3 separate regions of the Mus musculus genome follow, and all the other regions are linked to region 1. The links are chromatin contacts, called in public HiCAR-type and promoter capture Hi-C maps. All regions are on one chromosome and are shown on one strand. The core of a region is the stretch at or near the end of the contact, and the rest is flanking DNA. Distances in the headings are between cores, read along the strand shown.

Evidence for each region. Promoter capture Hi-C pulls out the DNA fragments that hold promoters and counts their contacts. HiCAR-type assays count read pairs that join an accessible place to other places.
Region 2: a HiCAR-type map of astrocytes shows a contact between it and region 1, with 5 times the contacts expected there. The contact joins the promoter of Lekr1 here to the promoter of Mme in region 1. A contact is called at or near these places in 1 of 39 promoter capture datasets (embryonic stem cells) and 2 of 115 datasets of contacts at active chromatin or transcription factors (astrocytes and embryonic stem cells).
Region 3: a promoter capture Hi-C map of liver shows a contact between it and region 1, with 2.9 times the contacts expected there. The contact joins the promoter of 4931440P22Rik here to the promoter of Mme in region 1. A contact is called at or near these places in 2 of 39 promoter capture datasets (cranial neural crest and liver).

What each region holds. Positions count from the first base shown.
Region 1 is chr3:63,293,422-63,297,457 of GRCm38.p6, reverse strand. It overlaps Mme (membrane metallo endopeptidase), which reads right to left and starts at 2,247. Exons shown (of 23, transcript NM_001357335.1): 1 at 1,843-2,247.
Region 2 is chr3:65,664,465-65,668,500 of GRCm38.p6, reverse strand. Lekr1 (leucine, glutamate and lysine rich 1) reads right to left here and starts at 2,273. Exons shown (of 13, transcript NM_001166659.1): 1 at 2,190-2,273.
Region 3 is chr3:65,527,733-65,531,768 of GRCm38.p6, reverse strand. 4931440P22Rik (RIKEN cDNA 4931440P22 gene) reads left to right here and starts at 2,355. Exons shown (of 2, transcript NR_027955.1): 1 at 2,355-2,532; 2 at 2,604-4,036. Tiparp (TCDD-inducible poly(ADP-ribose) polymerase) reads right to left here and starts at 3,322. Exons shown (of 6, transcript NM_178892.5): 1 at 3,137-3,322; 2 at 1-545. The coding sequence starts at 504.

The DNA of each region.
Region 1 (4,036 bases), core at 998-3,497:
ACAAAGTCAATGCTTGCAATAGGATAAGCAAACGCATACCTAGGTTCTTAAAATATTTCACCTGAACTGGAAATTTGTTAAATCTCTTAAACTAAAAAAACAAATGCCAACACAGACAATAAGAGAACACAGAATCTGGAGTTCAGACTAAACAGAAACTCCACAAACTTCAACTTGGCAACATCAGCAAAAGAACGCAATGCTATTTTTGCTTGGGTATAAGATACATTTCAAAGCATCAGCATCAGCAAACGTCAAATTATGAAACCTGGAAGATAACTGATCGGTTAAAGAGAAAGGTGGAGCGAAGCAATTTTCATACTCGGGGCACATTGTGATACTGCAACAATACACGTCTGTAAGTCCCTGTGGTGGTGCTTTGGAGTTACAGTTTTGCATTAGTGGAAATTAAGGCAGAGTAGGAAGAAGTCAGCTTCATAATTAGATTGTGTCTGTGGAAGCTGAAGTAGTAGTATTCAGAAGACCGCTTGACCCCCACCCCCACCCCCACACCATCCTGCCACATTAACTAGTAGGTATTTCCCCCGGCCTGAAGTGAGTTTTGACATGAAAAGTCCCATCCACATTGCTCTAGAGTACAACCCAAGACAAACAAAACAACAACAACAACAACAAAAAATCAAGTCCAAAACACAACAAATATTTTTGAGAGCTTGAACGAAAGAAGAAAAAATCCAAGGGCGTGCAGCTACACTCCCTCAGCGCCAATCTGCCGATAGCAGAGCAGCTTCCAAAAGCTGGCGCTGCAAGTCAGTTACTAGTTTTCAGTTTAATAAAATCCATGTGAGCCGCTTATGGGCATGGAATAGACTTGACCGAGAGGCTCAGAGGAATACCGGTTTATAGTTACTCTCATTTTTAAAGAGTATAAATAGATCAGGATAGGTTAAGTAAGAAAGGGTCTTTAAAAACTTCCATCTACTAAAGAACACCCCCACCCCGCGCCAGCCAACCCTTTGGCAGATTTAAGCATGAATTATATAATAGGAAGCCAAGGTTCGAAGCACGATGAAGAGGTGGGATTGTGAAAAGACATTTAGGTTAAGAAAATTTAAAACTAGGAAAGTGAGTTAATTGAGGAGAGAATCCGATAGAAACTAAAATGAAAACAAACCTTGTTTTTTAAAATAAAAACAGTGTCTGTACAGCGGAATGGCCAATTCCCAGCCCCCAAATGAACCCCGGTGCAATTTGGCAGCGCTGCTCTCGGTCACCAAACAGAACTCCTGGGCGGAGGCTGCAGGAAGCTATGAAAATGAACCTGGAGGTGACCTGACATCACTCCCAGGGTCCTCCTCCAGGTCGCCTTCTCGGCCCCTTCCCCTCCCCACATTCTCAGGTCCCAGTGGCGGCTCCCGCCCAGGACACGCCTCCTCCTCCCGCGGCGACCAGGCACCAGGAGCCCGCTGCGCGCGGGACCTCGGCCTCTGCCCTTGCTTAGCGCGTCCCGGCCCCCGCCCGCTCTGTCCTCCTGTTGCCCGTCCCACCGACTCCCGGCGCCCCGGGGACACTGGTGCCCCGCTCCCGGTGCCCGGTTGTTCGCTCTCCGGTGACTCACCAGTGGGATTGGGGAGAAGTTGGAGGCGACTGAGCAGACACATCCCGACCAATGAGCGCACCGGCCAGGGCGGCCGCAGGCAAAGTAGCCCCCAGCCCGGGCGAGCGCCCACCGCTCTGTGCGGTCCCCAGGGTGCGCCCCGGCGCCGAGCGCGCGGAGGGGGACGAAGCCAGAGTCCCGGGAGGTTCCAGGCCCCACTCGGGCTCCGGGCGGGTGAGCGCCCGGGAAGCCCGCATTCCTTGGACCCTCACCCCGAGACTCACCCCTCGCCTTAGCCGCTCTGCAGCTTACGCCTGCACTCCGTCCAGCTCCTCCACTTGCACATCTCCGCGCCCTGCGCGCCTCGCGCTCACCCCCCGCCTCGCCGCACAGGACCAGCCGCGAGAGCAGTTCCCTGGGTGACCTGAAGGTTTCCGCCAGGTCTCCCAAATCCTGTCACACCGTGTAAAGGGGCGGAGGGGGCTCCCTCTCCCAGTTCGTCCCCCACCTTGCCCTTCCCAAAAGGGCTTCGCCAGACATTCTTGGAATTGTTTAGCTTTGTGGCTTTCAAGACAACAATACACTGTCTCTCTGGGATTGTGTAGTGCTGATTGCAGGCTCTCATTCTCTAACTGACTAAGACCAGAATGCTTCTCTCTCACATACTCTTGCTCTCTCCGTTTTCCCTCGTCCTTCACTCTCCTTCCCTTCTTTTCAATGTCTTCTTTTCTTCATCCTTCCCTCCTCTCCTCCCCCCCCCCCCAGTCTATGTGTGTCTCTTTCTCTTAAACTTAAGGCATTGAATTTGTCAAAGATAGAAGTTTGTCTTTGTGCAGAGGCAAGTATTTCATGGAAATTACCTTTAGCCGCTATTGTAACCAAAGAACTCAGAAAGGCTAAACTTTTCTGCCCCGCCCCCACCCCTGCCCCAGGATTTCAATGTAGTCATTCAATGTCAAGTACATATAGAGTTGGAATACTAATCCTTCTCCTGTTTGGAATCACAAGTTTTGAACACCACACATGCTCCATAAGTGCGAGCATGCTCACAGGACTTGAACTTGAAACGATCTTTGAGCATTAAAATGCCTTACTCCTTTGCCCTAACCAACTTTATGCTTTTTTTTAATGGTTAAAGAAACACAAACAAACAAACAAACAAAAAGCTAAGACAAGAACAGGAAATGTATGTTAGTGAAATTATGAGTATCATGGAAAGACATTTCAAGACAAAGTAACTCAATTGATGTGCGTAAGTTCAACGCACACCTTCAAACGGAAGTGCCCACGCTTCTTTCTTCCTCTGTGGGTATTACAAGCACATCTTTGTCCTCATGGCTAGACTAACAGAGATGTGTGACCTCTCACTGATAAGCATAGGCAGCTTGGCAAGCACTCTGGGAAGCATCTCAAATGGAATTTGAACCCAGGTCATCTTGCCTCCGATTGTTTTGCAGAGGATCAATGCACAGAAGAGAGAGTTACTCAAATTCTCTTGGGAAGAAAGCTAGATTTTCCTCCCCAACACCGGTGTGCTTAGTTTTTATTATATTTTACTTAAATTTTCAAAACATCTAAATTTTACAATAAAACGAGTTGGGAAAATATGTGTATGTATATATAGATACAGATAGGGAGAGAGAGAGGAAGGGAGAGAGGGCACTAGTTCTCAAACTTTCCATATTCAACCACTAGCATTAAAAGTTTAATGCATTTCTGATTAGTATAGTAATGTTTGGTCAGAATATTACAAAAAAAAAATCACGTTTCAACTAGAAATAAAAATTAAGCTCATGTGTGTGGCTATAGCCTACTTAACGTTTCTCATTTGATTTGTTTTATTTTCATTAAAGTTTTAAACATATTACTCTTTTAAGGCTATCTAGCATATCCACAAGATTCAAGAATATCTCTTTCACCTAAAGGAGGTGGTTGACCTGGGGCCTTAACGCCTTAGCATGATAAGTATTTGAGCAGCCATTGAGCAATACTCTTAGCCCTGGAGAATGTTTTGATAACAACAGAAACTAGGTTACGATTATTTATTACAGCTATCAACCTTGAGCTGAAAATTGATTTTTTTCTCAATTAAAGAGTCATTAATGAAAAACCTTTTCAGACTAGTTAAGAACAATGTAATAGTTTTATTTCAGTCTCATTACAAGTCGGAGAAATTTTTATAGAGAGTCAATTCAAATATTCACTCCTGTTAAGAACATTTTGCTAGAAAAATAATTTAGAATGCTTGTCAAAAGGAAGTAAAAACCCTGAAATCATCATCAGACTTTGATTTTCAGCTTATGCTTTGGACATGCAGCAGTATGGGCAGATACCTTGTTTAATACAAGCCTTTTTTTTTCTTTTTTTTTTTTTTCTTTTTGGTTTTTTTGAGACAGGGTTTCTCTGTATAGCCCTGGCTGTCCTGGAACTCACTTTGTAGACCAGGCTGACCTGGTCCTCCTGCAAGTACTGGGATTA
Region 2 (4,036 bases), core at 1,024-3,523, 2.4 Mb before region 1:
ATATAAAACTTTTTTTTATTACTTTCATGAAACCACAGACAACAGAGACATTATTTTCTTTCTTCAGAGTTTTTCCAAATTGGACAAAGAATACCCAATCCACTCTTGATGAAGAGTCTGCCTCTCTGTCCACGGAAAGAGTAAAGGGAACTAAGAACGGCTTACTGATTAAAGCCCACGCACTGTAATGCCAGTACCCATAAATGTAGAAATAGCAGCTTTGGCGGGCAGAGACAGGGATCCTAGAAGCAAGCTGGGCGACTGGGCTCACTGAGCTGGCTGACCAGTTCAGAACTCAGGTGAGAGGTCCTGTAAGGTAGAGAGTGATGAAGACACTGGGCATCAAACTCCAGCCTCCACACATACAAAAACATGCATACACAGGTGTGCCTATGAACATGAATACACACATGGATTTGTACTAACCAAATGTCAGAGAGAGAGAGAGAGAGAGGTAGAAGATGTCAAGGCCAGAATGGTTGAGTGGAACAGATTCAAGTGAAAGAAACACAGATTCCACAGCAGAAAAGATGGTCTAAGGCCCGTGTCTGCAGAACACAGGCAATGTGAGAGTCAAGAGAGGATAATGACCTATCTTTTGGGTGGGGGATGGGAAATCAGCAAAGGCTTCCTAAGATTGAGTTAAATTAGGGGCAAGAGAGTGAAGGAAAAAATAATGCTGGTGTTATTTTTGTAAACTATGCAACCATCAGTGGAGGAGAGATTCCTCAACCCTGTGTTAGCCCAAAATATCCCTCATTTCAATAAGCTACTATTTAAAACAAACAAAACTAGTGAGCTGTCTTCCCACGTGTGTGCTTGGTAATATTAACTGAGGCCAACCACGGGAGTAATGGTAATTATGTGGACATGGGTCCAAGTGACCAAGTACATAATCATATACTGTCATAGTCACATGGCAAGAAACCAGAAGGCATTATCTTCAGTTAAGCCATCATTGGTGAATGGAAATGATAGTATCTTGGGCTCCACAGGAATATTTTTCCCTTATACAGCCAACTATATCTCCTCTTAAAGTGCCATCCACAAAAGTATTAGCAAGCATGGACCTAAATAACGTATAAATTCAAGGTACCAGTGGGATGTTTATTATTTAATGCCTTCGCTGTGACTACTCTTAACATATTACTATGTCACCAGAAGTGGCAGGCTTCTGGCTATGAAAGAAAAATTTAAAAATAGCACCCTGGTAAATTTGAAAGACCTCTAAAACGAAGTGGAGGAGAAACTGATGTCAATGCACATCGCACAAGACATAGTAACAAGATTACAGGCAAGATACATTCATTGGATTCGTCCCAAGAACATGTGTAACTTGTCCTCATATAAAGACACTTTATTGTAAACCCATGTAAACTGTGAGTGCAGACTGTAATAACTAGGTGCTTTTCTGCTAAGCAATGCATGCTGATGATTACAACTAAGAGGTGGGCACCTAAAATTCCCAAGGTGACTAGAAGGGTACTACTTTCTTTAACGTTTATTTTTGTTATTGCCTATATTTTAAGAAACAGCTTGTAAGCCGATTAGAAAAGTCCATTGGGTCTTTATAAAGATGTGACTACTCGTGAAAAGAATAGTAGAATCCACATATAATTCCGCTTTTCAAGAAGTGTAGGGCTGTTTGCTCTTTAGCAGAAGAAAACGTGATTTTTAAGTTACCCATTCAGTATTTTAACCAAACAAGTTCCTTTTGGTCTTTCCCATTATATATGTGGAAACTGTCCTTGGCAAAAGTACAGAGGTACGTGGCCGCTGCTACGTGCGTTTGAGAACCTTCTCTGTGACACTGGTCACGAGATAGACGTGCGTGTTCTTAAACGCAGAAATGCCCTTGGTGGTTCATTTCCGATTCTTACACCGGTGTCACGCCCGGTCATTAACTCAGGTTCTGCTTCCAGGCCCTTCCTCAAGTACCATTCCGGGGGCGTGATTCACCGAAGGGCAGGTCGGGGGCAAGAGAGCAGGAGGTCACTGCAGGAAACTAACCGCCCGACCGGACTGCGCTGGCCCAGGCCTCGCCTGGGGCGCCGAGAGGCCGCCCCACCTTCCCGCCTTCCTCCTCCCGACCCCCGCCGCCCCGCAGTCCCGCGCCGCCAGTCTCTGCGCCGGAACTGTGTCCCCGCCGACCGGGTCCTCTGAGGACTGAGGAAGGCCATGACCCTCACCTAGCCCGGGACTCCGCAGGGTGTAAAACGGCTTCCCTGGTCTCCCGGGCGACCGCGCTGCACGTTGGCCTGACGTCAAGGCGCGGTGACGTCACAGCCCCCGCCGACGCGGAAGCGGAGCTTCTTTTGCATCATTTGTCCCAAAAGCGAGCTAGGCGGAAGCTGGAGCGGGTGGCGGGGGTCGAAGGAGAGGGCGGATTTACGCGCGGTTCTGTGACGGACGGGGATGGGGCTCTGGAACCCGCGGGGACGACGGGCAGCCGAGGCTGATGAAGAGGCGGGAAGTGGGTGGCCATGTGCCTCATCTGCAGGGGCAATCATTGTTGTCGAACGGAAGGAAAAGAAGCTTTTAAGTGGAATTGACTGGGGAAGGCTTGCTTAGAATTTCATTCTGGTCCAAAGAAGTCAAGATGACGGGTTTAGTTCATGAAGTATTACTGAGACGTGCTACTGCACACTCAAGTAATGGAAGGCCTCTTGTTTTTACACACTGACGACTTCCCTTTATTCATACTTTATTCATAAAACAAATACTGATGACCTACTACGCAACAAGCAAGCAGGATGAGATGATGCTTGGTGACTAACACAGGCCACTGGTATGATTAGTGTCTTCGTAGTCTGCTCCTTTTCCAGGAGCATCTGAGGTCCAAAGTTCTGATCCTCCAGTAACTAAAGAAAACACGGTTTCCTAGCAGAAAAGAACAATAATTGCTGTTAAAGAATAGTTTGCATGAATAGAAAGAAAAGGCATTGGAGAGAGGAAGGTGAACAGGTGATTTGAAATAGTGCCAGATCTATTGGAGCTGCTGGTTGATCACTAGTATGAAAATAACCGCATGAAAATAGTGAATACTCCCCTAAGTCATGAAAGATATAGATTATGCAGAAACTAACAACAGTTACTTACTATTGAGTAACTAGTATTATGTACTGTATATCATTGAATATATACAAGAGGGCTAGAAACAGAGGGCTTCTGACAGCATCACCACGAACACTACACAAAATGTCTCGGTAACTAACATCACTAGATATTAGGAATTTTATACCAAAAGTATTGTTATAGGGCACATAACTACAGTTTGGACAATAATTACCGAGCACTTGTATCTAAAAAGGAAGGCAATCCTCTGAAAATGGGATGAAATCCCATGGAAATGCTATAATTCACTTTCATCTATGCCTCTTCGTTACACATCACCTTGAGTCCATTTTCCTTACCACTGTAAATGCCCTCTCAATCCTAAATCCCATTGCTAATTAGCCACAAGCCTAACTTTCTGTAGGAGTGCCACATGTGGCACTCCTACAGAAAGTTTTCATTATTATATAAAGTCCAGTTTAGGTAGTGGTAGACCCAGTAAGAATTTAAAAAGAAAGGATAGCTTCCGGAAAGAACAGAAATAAGAAGTGTATTTCCAATTGGCCTATGCCAAATGGTCAGCCCTTGAAAACATGCATACAAGAAACAGTATGTGGCCTCTACAGGTTGTATTTGGAAATATATGTGTATATGCAAATGCATGTTTGAATCCAAGAACAATTGGGTAAAAGAAAGACAGTTTGTGCCTAATCTAATTGCATCTCGTTATGCCCTGTTTGGTGGATATCACTGGGAGGCCTGCTCCTTCCTGAAGAGAAATAGAGGGGCAGTAAGTCTGGGGGAGAGGGGAGGTTGAGGCCAGGGGCTAGAAAGGGGCTAGGAAGGATGGAGGGAGGGGAGGTTGCAGTCAGGATGTATGAGAGAAGAATAGAGAAAAGAGAGGCCATGAATTTGAAGGAGAGTGGAGAGAGTTATATGCTGTAATTAATATAAAAGCAATATAAAAGCAAATCTTTAAATC
Region 3 (4,036 bases), core at 1,106-3,605, 2.2 Mb before region 1:
AACAGGATGCAAAAGGTCAGTTTGGAAGTGTCCTGTTGTAGAATCTGCCACTGTCCCACTGATGGTTTCTGGTGGAAAACTGTGGTCTTGGATTGGAACCCCCTGTTCTGGAGCATCTGTAGAAGGATGCGCTTCTGGTAATTGGCCCTCAACATTTGTCCCATCAGGAATCAGGACAGGCATACTGTTTTCTGCTGGTGGACACGATGGGTTGATTTCCAGGGGTTTTTTCACTATATGTTCATGTAAGCTGCTCTCATCTCTGTTTTGGTCTCTAGCTCTAAAAACTCCATCAAGTGAGCCAGATTCTAGCAAAGTATTTAATATTGGCCTCAAGGATCTCAGGGTTCCAGTTCCCAATCTTTTTTGTTCCTGTTTTTTCTTAAAACACGTTTTCAATGGAGAGATCTTCTCAGAAATTCTCATTTGGCATGAAAAGTCATCAGAAGGAGAAGGAGGCTGTACTACACAGTCTGGCTCAGGTTCAGTGGTTTCCACTTCCATGATGTGATTAACTCCCAACTGTGCCTCAGTATCTACAAATCCTACCAGGAAAGGAAGAAAGATGATCATTTAAAAACTGACAACTGAACCCATTCATTCATTAAAACATTTTGCGTTAGTCTATGGTTAACTATCTGCAATCACTGCTTGCATTATAGTTAGCTCTTACAGGTCAATTTTCTTTTTTTAAACTGAGAAATGAAGATTCAAAAGCTATGCAAAAATCTGCATAATAGTAGATAATAGTAGATGAGAATGTATTTTTCAATACTTATGTATTGACTTAATAATTGATAAACACACACACAGAGGAGGGGGAGACAGAGCAAGTGCTGTGTGATTCTACTGGGGTATGACTTTATTTTGTAAGATAGAAATAACTGTCTTTTTCTAGAAGATGAAGCAGGGAAACCACATCTCTTGCTTAGCTTTGTGGTTCCCTTTACAGTTGTTTATGATCTGTCCCATGAGTTTGCAAAAAACAAAATTCACTGGGAGGAAAGTTCATCAAAAGGATAAACTTAAAAGGTTAAAAAGTGAAAGAACTAGTGTGTGTGTGTATGTGTGTAAGGATAGACACAGAAGCTTTCAAGTGAATTGTGATACAAGAGAAAGCCAGAAGCCTGCTAATGTTTTTACATTCTGAAAGTTCTAGTATTTAATTATTGAATGTTAAAGATTTCTAAATTTTTAAAAAATTCCTGAAGGAATATCAGGATATGCCTAACTTCAACAACCACTGTACCGTGCCTTAGAAACTTAATACAGCACGATTATACAAAGGGTCCTTGTCTTTAGAAAAGTTACACTTATCCACTTTAAAAAAAAAAAACAAATGAAAGTATATTATAACCAAAAAAATACAAATATTAAAAAACACCAAATTTCAGAATCTGAATTTTTTTTCCTTTCAAGAACCAGATCCTTTAAAATGACTGAGATTTCCAGGTATTTACTGAGATTGTTCCAGATGAGAAGGGACAGTGATGAGCAATTAATGGTCTTTTTTCTTGTCCAATAGACTGAAAGAACTCCTTGATGTAAGAACCTATGATTTAATCAAGCATGCATTAGGAGTCCAGTATAGTACCTAGCACTGTTCACCACTGAGGATGTCTGTATTTTGTGGCTGAATTACTTTAGAAAAGGCACACATTAGATGCTTTGTTCTTGGTTGAAGGTCAAAACCCAAAATGGTAAGACTTCGTGCTTTAAAAAACGAATATAAAGATCTAGGAGGGATTTATAAGTCTATGTATACAAAAGTGCTGAATAATCAAAACTCAGAAAAACACAAGGCATGGAACAAAGTGCTAGTCTAAGTACAAAAGAGATTTATTTATTTTAAATAAATAAATATTTGAGTTCAGTATGAGCTGGCATTGTTAGAGAAAGCCTCACGAAGGAGGGATCTGACATGAGACATAAATAACTGGAAAGCAGCCAAGCCAGGCGTTATTATTCATCATTCGGTGCTCTTGCCTCAAGGCTCAGTTGGCACAGATTGTGGTATTCCCTCTCCGTATCTAACCCGCCTGTGCCTTCCCCTACGCACGCACACTATCCCCTCCTATCACACCAATCCAGGCAAAATACTAAAGCGATTTTATTTATACTTCTGCACACGCACATGCACGCACGCACGCACGCACACACACACTCGCACGCACACAACTTTTCCTCTTACTGCCCCTCCACCAAACTCGGAAACTCAACTAGGAAGCAGAGGAGTGGAGTGCGGAAGCCACCAGTTCCTCAATTAGTTTGCATAACAGAAAAATAAAAAGATTGGAAGGTCGTTTCCTCCGGTCGCCCGCAGCGGGCAACCCAATCGCGCCACCCTTCACCTCGTGACGCCCCGGTCGTCTGGCACCACGAGCTGGTCACACCTTCCATGGAAACCGCCGGCTCCAAACAGCCAAGGAGTGAGACGCCCGGGTCCGAGCGACGCCTCCTGCCGGCCGCGCTCCGCGCAGCCACGACCTCCCGCCGCGCCCGTTCCACCGGGCTCCGCACTTCGCCGAGAGGGTGAGCATCCCCGCCCTCACCTTGTCCTCAGGGACCCGGGCGCCCCCTCACTCCCGGCCCACCTTCCTCAGGACCCGACCTCCCCGCCTCCCCGAAGCCACTCAAGGCGAGTCCACAATGAATTCCCCCCCACCCCGGCCCTGCCTCCTTCCCGAGGACCGGCTGGCGAGTCCCGGAGCTTGCAGGGCCGAGCCGCAGCGGACACTCCGGGTGGCGGGGAAAAGGAAGGGGAACCGGTGCGGCACTCAAAGTTAACTCGAACACAGCCTGCAAACTTCTGGGCTGCAGCCCGGAACGCGCGCCGGCCGGAACGCTCCCGCAGCGCCGAGCCCTCCCGCAGGGGCTGCCCCGGCTGCAACCCCCCGAGAGGAGTCGCGGGCGGCCCCGCAAGCCCTGCGGCGCCAGTCCATCTATCCACCTGCCCAGCTCCCGGCGCTGAACCCGATCCCACCCCGCCACCGACGGACGCGAGCGCATTCAGCTCTCCCGGGCAGTCTAGGGATCCGCCGCTGTCCCGACGGGGACTCGGGGCGGCGAGGCTGGCGCCCGCCATCCCGCTGGGGGTCCCTCCGCCGCTCGCTGCCCACCCCCCAGCCCCTTTTACCTCAGGCAAGCCGCCCTTCGAACGCAGCCCAGGCGCGGCGTGGAGGGCCGCCTCTGCGCCAGCGGTCCGAGCCGAGGACGAGGGCCGGTGTCTAGGGGTCGTGGGCGGCCGACGCGGCGAGCGGCGCGCGGGCCATTCCGCGGACCTGAGCGCTGAAAGCCGCAACTGCTCTCGAGGCTCCAGCTCGCTCGCCTGTCAGCTCCAGCTCTGCTTTAAGTGGCTTCCGGTCTCCTCCCCCGGGCCGGCTCGTCTTCGGGGAGGGAGGAGCTTCGGGGCCGAGAGGGGGTGGGGTGGGGTGAGGGGGCCGGGCGATCAGTGAGTGCCGGGAAGCTGGGGCCCCGCCTCCCGTGCGCGTGCTCCGGACGGAGGGGCGCGCGGCGGCTCGGCGCTCCGGGGAGGAGGAGGAGGAGGGAGGGGAGTGTCCGCTCGCGAGCGGCCGAGGGTCCCCGAGGCTCTGACGGTTCGCGAGGCCGGGGAGGCTACCTCCCACCCCCCGTGAGCCTGCGAGGAGAGGAGGCGCGCGCCGCGTGGGGCGGACTCCACCTGCCTGCGGACAGATGCAGGGTCACCGTGTTCCGCGGACACCCGGGCACGCGATGTGAGAGAGGCTGTGAGACGGAACGGCCGGTTTCGGTGCGGTTGCCTTTGTTTATCTGCCTCCTTTCAAGACGCCTCCAGATCCCGAGGGGGAAGCGAGTGGCCGCCTCCGCCGCTGCCTCCAGACGGGGTCGCCGGCCCCGCGCCGTACGGGCGGGAAGGCTGAGCCCGCCCCGCCGCCTGTTCCCGGACAGCCTCCGCTAGGGGAAGCCAATGTTAGGGTTTTGACAATAGAGATGCCTATGCGCGTGTTTTGCAGCCCACGGATCACGTAGTGACTAATTCATTTAACAAGTCAGAGCG